2 separate regions of the Sus scrofa genome follow, and region 1 is linked to region 2. A link is a contact called in public Hi-C data. All regions are on one chromosome and are shown on one strand. The core of a region is the stretch at or near the end of the contact, and the rest is flanking DNA. Distances in the headings are between cores, read along the strand shown. Region 1 holds the start of ZNF624 (zinc finger protein 624). Region 2 holds the start of TVP23B (trans-golgi network vesicle protein 23 homolog B).

Region 1 (2,724 bases), core at 134-2,633, 92 kb before region 2:
CAGGGAAATGCAAATCGAAACCACAATGAGATACATCTCACATCTGTCAAAATGGCTATTATCAAAAAGTCAAGAAATAACAAGTGCTGGCAAAAACGTGGAGAAAAGGGAACACCTGCAACCCTGGTGAGAATGTGAACTGGTGCAGACACTGTGAAAAACAGTATGGAGGTTACTTCAAAACTTAAAACTATAATGACCATATTTTCCAGTAATTCCACTTCTGGGTATTTATCAGAGGAAAAGAAAACACTAACTCCAAAACATATCTGCACGCCCATGTTCAGTGCAGCATTGTTTACAGCAGCCAAGACATGGAAACAATCCAGGTGTCCAATGATGCATGAATGCAGAAGACGTGATGTATGCCTTTCACGGAAAAGAAGCCACAAAAAGGGAGGAAATCCTGCCATTTGTGACAAGGGTGGACTTTAAAGGCAATGTTAGGTGAAACAAGTCAGAGAAAGACAAATACCACAGATCTCACTTACATGTGGGAATCTCCAAACAAAACACCCTACCAGACTCACAGAGAACAGATTAGTGATTGGGTTGGGGGGTTGGGGATGGGGGCCTAGCGGTGGCGAAAAGGGTGAAGGTCGTCCAAAGGTACAAACTCTCCCTTTTGCAATAAGTCAGGGAGTCCCTGATGGCTCAGCGGCTTAAGCAGCCCGTGTTGTCACTGCTGTGGCTCTGGTGACCGCTGTGGCGAGGGTTCAATCCCTGCCCTGGGGAACTTTCGCACGCCGGGGGCAGCCAGGGGAAAAAAAAAGATCAGTCTTGGGGATGTGATGTACAGCACGGTGACTGCAGTTAGTGACGCCCGCTGCGTCGGGAAGCTGAGCCGGCGGGAAAAGAGGCTCCGTCGCCGAAGGCCGAGGAAGGGGCACCTGTCAGGTCCCGGCTATTGAAATCTAGCTCCCTCCGTGTCGGGTCGGAGCCCAGCACCGAGGTTCTCGCCCTCCAGGCCGCCCGTTTCCCTCGCCGCCCTCTGCCCACCCGGACCCGCTCCAACCTCCGTCCAGCCGCGTCCCCGCCCCGAACCCGCGGGCGGACCCAGCACCCAGCACCCAGCGCCGCCCGGCCGCCGTCCTCTGAGGGAGGCCGCCTGCTCGCCTCTGAGGTGGGCGGGTCCGCCTGGGAAAAGGGCCCTGCCGGGGGCGGCCCCGCCCGACGCCGCCGGAAGCCGAGTGCCCGGCGCCAACGGTGGGGCGGCGGGAACAGGGACCGGCGCCCGGGGCCCCAACTACCTGACGGCGACTGAGGAGAGGGCGCTCGCGGAGCAGGGCGGGAACGCTTCCAGCAATGGCGCCGGCGGCGGGCCGGACGCAGATGCGCAGTGCGCCTGCGCAGCGGCGGGGACTACGGAGACCAGAATCCTCCGCGCCTCCGCGGGGCTCTTTTACCTCCTCTTTGTCCGCGTTGATGCTGGAGTTGTTTGTAGACACATTGGGGGACCTCGCAAGTTCAGTCGGTTTGAGTGGGCACGACTGTGTGTCAGTCACTAGCGCTAGGCATACAAAGAAGAATGACACAGGCCTTGTCTCGGAGCACTTCCGTGTGACTAAAGTAATAAAGACTTTCAGAGAACAGAGAGCCACCTGCAACTAATTAAAACCCCGGAAGCGCGGGGACCTGCACGTCCAGGCTTCGGCCTCTCATTCAGGTTCCGTTAGGAAAAATCGTAACGCCTTCATTATAATTTCCGGGTATTTGAGCTTATTTCCTTAGTTCATCATCATCATAATACATTAAATATTAGCCTTTTTTTTTTTGGTCTTTTTGCCTTTTCGAGGGCCGCTTCCTGCCGCATATGGAGGTTCCCAGGCTAGGGGTCGAATCAGAGCTGTAGTCACCGACCTACGCCAGAGCCACAGCAACGCGGGATCCGAGCTGCGTCTGCGACCTACACCACAGCTCACGGCAACGCCGGATCCTTAACCTGCTGAGCACCGCGAGGGACCGAGCCCGCAACGTCATGGTTCCTAGTCGGATTCATTGACCACTGCGCCACGACGGGAACTCCAATATTAGCTTTTTAAAAGGTGTGTTTTCCTTTGTCTCAGTTTCAGTTTTAATGCCAAAAGGCCATAGTCTTCATATTCAGTCAAATGATTCAATGATGAGGCTTTCTCCTCTCTCATCCACTTTTTTTTCATTTTAATGGCCGAAACTGCTGCATATGGAAGTTCCGGGGCCAGGAATTGAACCCACCTCTCTGTGACCCGAGATTTGTAGTCGGATTCCTAACCCACTTTACCACAGTGGGAACTCCTCTCACCAATTCTTTTCTTGTGTGCCTTGGATTCTCTGCTGCTGATTGTGTATGAGATGGAGATCTGCAGGGAGACATAAAGTGAAACTGAACTCAGTGCTAAACTGAGCTCTTGAGCTCTCAGAGCCAATGAATACCATCTAAAGCATGCTCTAACCCAGTGACCCTTGAACTATCACAGGAGAAATGCAAGTGGGAAATCTAACTCCTGGCAGTAACAAACATATCTGAAATGGAAAATACACTGTTTAGGATGAAGAGCAGATTAGATGCTGCAAAAGAAAAGGTTAGTGAATTTGGTGACCTAGAAACACGTGGAGAAAAAAGTGGAGAATTAATGGAACCAGTGAGCTACACAGCAAGACCACGTAGGCCGTGTGATTCGAAACTGAGGAGGGATCTGTTGTGGGGCAGTGGAAACGAATCCAACTAGTATCCACGAGGACATG
Region 2 (2,874 bases), core at 274-2,773:
GAACTAATGGGGGGAGTTCCCTTCATGGTTCAGCAGTTAACAAACCCGACTGGTATCCACAAGGAAGTGGGTTCCATCCCTGGCCTTGCTCAGTGGGTAAATATCCAGCATTGCCATGAGCTGTGGTGTAGGTCGCAGACAGGGCTCGGATCCTGTTTTGTTGCATCCTTCCTTCCCAGGGCTAACTCCTCTGGAGAGGATTAAGCACAGCCATCCTTTCTACATTAGTATCAAGTGTGTTCCAGTTGCTACTTAAACCTGCTGAGGTTGCTATCAGGGGCCAGGCAGGTAATTTAGAGCAGTGCAGCCCAGCACAGGGGCTCGAGCCTCATCCAAAGGGCTCAGCATGGCCAAAGGATGTAAACCAAACAATGCAGAACAAAACAAAGAACCAACCTCACACAACCCCACAACCCACACGCTAAGTGCGCCACAAAACCCAGGAATGGGCAGACCTGCTCACAGGCCCCCTTTGCACAGCTTCTGCTTTCATCTCCAAGTGCAGGAGTACCATTGTTTGCCAAGCTTTCTCTCTTCCGAGAACTTTTTCTCCATTGTTAGAGTATCAGGATTAAAGTAGCACTGGCAAAGAGCCATGTAACGTTGTGATTTGAATCCCCCTAATTAAGGAATCATGATTCTCCACATTATTCCATGAGCCTTCCAACAGCAGTTTGCTGTAGGCGGGGCAGACAGGATATTGTTATAATCGCTATTTCAAAGATGACTGCAAAGTCCCAGATTTTCAGGTCCTTCACCTGCAGCTTCGCACCATTAATCCTAAAACATTAATTAATAGCACCTTCTACCTAGCGGGAACGTACCCTGTAGGGATACCATTATCATCCTCACCTAACCACTAAGGAAGGACGCACAGAGAGGTTGGGTAGATAATTGGCAAGTGGAGAGAAGCTGGGATCACCCAGGGGTTCCGACTCCAGGGCCCACGCTCTCAGCCTCTCTCCCCTTACTGTTTCCCAGGGAGTTTCCCTCCCTTAATAAGACCCTCCGTGTTTACAGTCCTCCTGCCTTGTTCTTTTTACTCCTTCCCAGGAGCACATTTATGTTTTCAGTTGCTTCCAATATTTAAGGTAGCAAAGTAATACTGTACCACGATTACACGTCGTCGTCAAACATTCAAACAAAACGAAAACTATGGAATAATCAAGTCCCTGTCCCGGACCCCCGCCCTCAGGATATTCACACAGGCGGACGTAGGTAGCAGCAACACCTCTTGGAGACAGACCAAGAAGCGTTCCCAGAAAAGGAGCATCCTTTACTCTTCCACTCCTGCTTGGATCCGCCCACGCCACAGCCTGAGTCATAGCTGCTCGCCCCGCCCACTTTCTACCGCCCCGCCCACTCCGAGTAGCCCCGCCCACTCCTGCTCCTCCCATGAGGTCCTGGAAGCGGAAATGGGGCCTGGTTGCCGCTGTTACCCCGGCTCCTCCAGGCCCGCGGTGACCCCGTCGCGTCGGTTCCGGTCCCCGCCCCGCGGCTGCGGCGCTGACGTGGCTCCCGGAAGTGGGCTGGCGCGGGGCCGCCATGTTGCAGCAGGTAGGGGGCTGTGGGGGCGCTGAGAGGGCGACGGCGGCGGGGCAGGGCCTGCGCGTCCCGGGGCGCGAGCGGAGCGTCCGGGCTGCTGCCCGAGCCCGAGGAGGAGCAGGGTGGGCGGCGGGGGCCGGGAACGGGGACGGGGGCGCGAGCGGAGCGTCCGGGCCGCTGCCCGAGCCCGAGGAGGAGCAGGGTGGGCGGCGGGGGCCGGGACCGGGGCCGGGGGCGCGAGCGGAGCGTCCGGGCCGCTGCGGGAGCTCGGGGCGGGACGGGCGTGAGCGGGGGCGGGCTCGCTCCCCGGCAGCCGGGAGACGCTCTGTGTCCCCGCCGCCCTGACCTGGGGCCGAGACCCCCGGCCTCGCATCCGCGCCGAAGCGGTCGGAGCGGCTGGGGAGGTGGCGGAGGGTTGGTCCTCTTCCGTGACCACGTCTGCCCCTCGGAGTGAGTCGCAGGCCTCACGTTGACGACCAGAGGCTGGTGAGAGTAGTTGACCGCTCTCTTCCTCTTTAGGAAAATACTGTTTGTGGTGCACTTTAACCTAGCGTATCTTAGGTATGTTTTCTTATTTAGGGGTGACTGTGGCCCAGGCGCTGCCCTAGACCCCGGGGAGAGGCCGTGAGCCATCCAGACGGTTTCCGGCCCTGAACTGGAGATGGGGGCTTGTCCAGGGGTCGGGGTGGGGAGACGAGACGAGGTCCGTAACTAAGGTGTTTTCAGATGTGATGGCAAAGACAGGGTGAGGTGGAGAGTAGAGTAGGACGACCTTGGGATCTAGGGTCGGGAAGGACCACTCCCAGCCGGTGACTCGAGTGGAGAAAACCCCGCGATGGTCTGACCCCGCGCCCAGGCTGGCGGAGGCTGGAGCAACACACACGGTACCCTCGGACAGACTTAAGTTCGTGACCAGGCACCTCAAGTGACCCCTTAGTGTCACCAGGCGGTCACCGCCGCACGTCCACAGCCCCGTGGCTCCCACTCAGGCTCCTCTCCAAAAGGTCTCTCCCAAACCTTCAGCATTCCTTCCTGTCGTCTCTCAGCTGAAGCCTCGCGTCTTGTTTCTCTGAGAGAAGGAAACCAGCACACCTGCCTTTGTCCTAGCCAGTTACACGTCTGTGCTGCAGTCTTAGGCTGAGCCCTCTACGGGGCCCTGGTTTCCGACCTCTTTTGCTTGAGATGCCCCAGAGCTTTCCAGCCTGTAGCCAAGAAGGTGGAGGCCGTTGGTTTCATAGATCTGAATCCATTTTACCTTTCGAGCTTCACCTCCTCCTCTGCTCCTTCATTGACTGGGTTTTCCCCACATTGATGCTGTGTAGTGTCGTC

The links. Hi-C and Micro-C count contacts between places; a contact is called where the count stands out from the background.
Region 1: a contact with region 2 is called in a Hi-C map of liver, with 2.5 times the contacts expected there. The contact joins the promoter of ZNF624 here to the promoter of TVP23B in region 2. A contact is called at or near these places in 4 of 47 Hi-C or Micro-C datasets (embryonic fibroblasts, fibroblasts, heart right ventricle and 1 more).

What each region holds. Positions count from the first base shown.
Region 1 is chr12:58,985,107-58,987,830 of Sscrofa11.1, reverse strand. ZNF624 (zinc finger protein 624) reads right to left here and starts at 1,383. Exons shown (of 6, transcript XM_005653995.3): 1 at 1,251-1,383.
Region 2 is chr12:58,892,689-58,895,562 of Sscrofa11.1, reverse strand. It overlaps TVP23B (trans-golgi network vesicle protein 23 homolog B), which reads left to right and starts at 1,523. Exons shown (of 7, transcript NM_001281832.1): 1 at 1,523-1,557. The coding sequence starts at 1,546.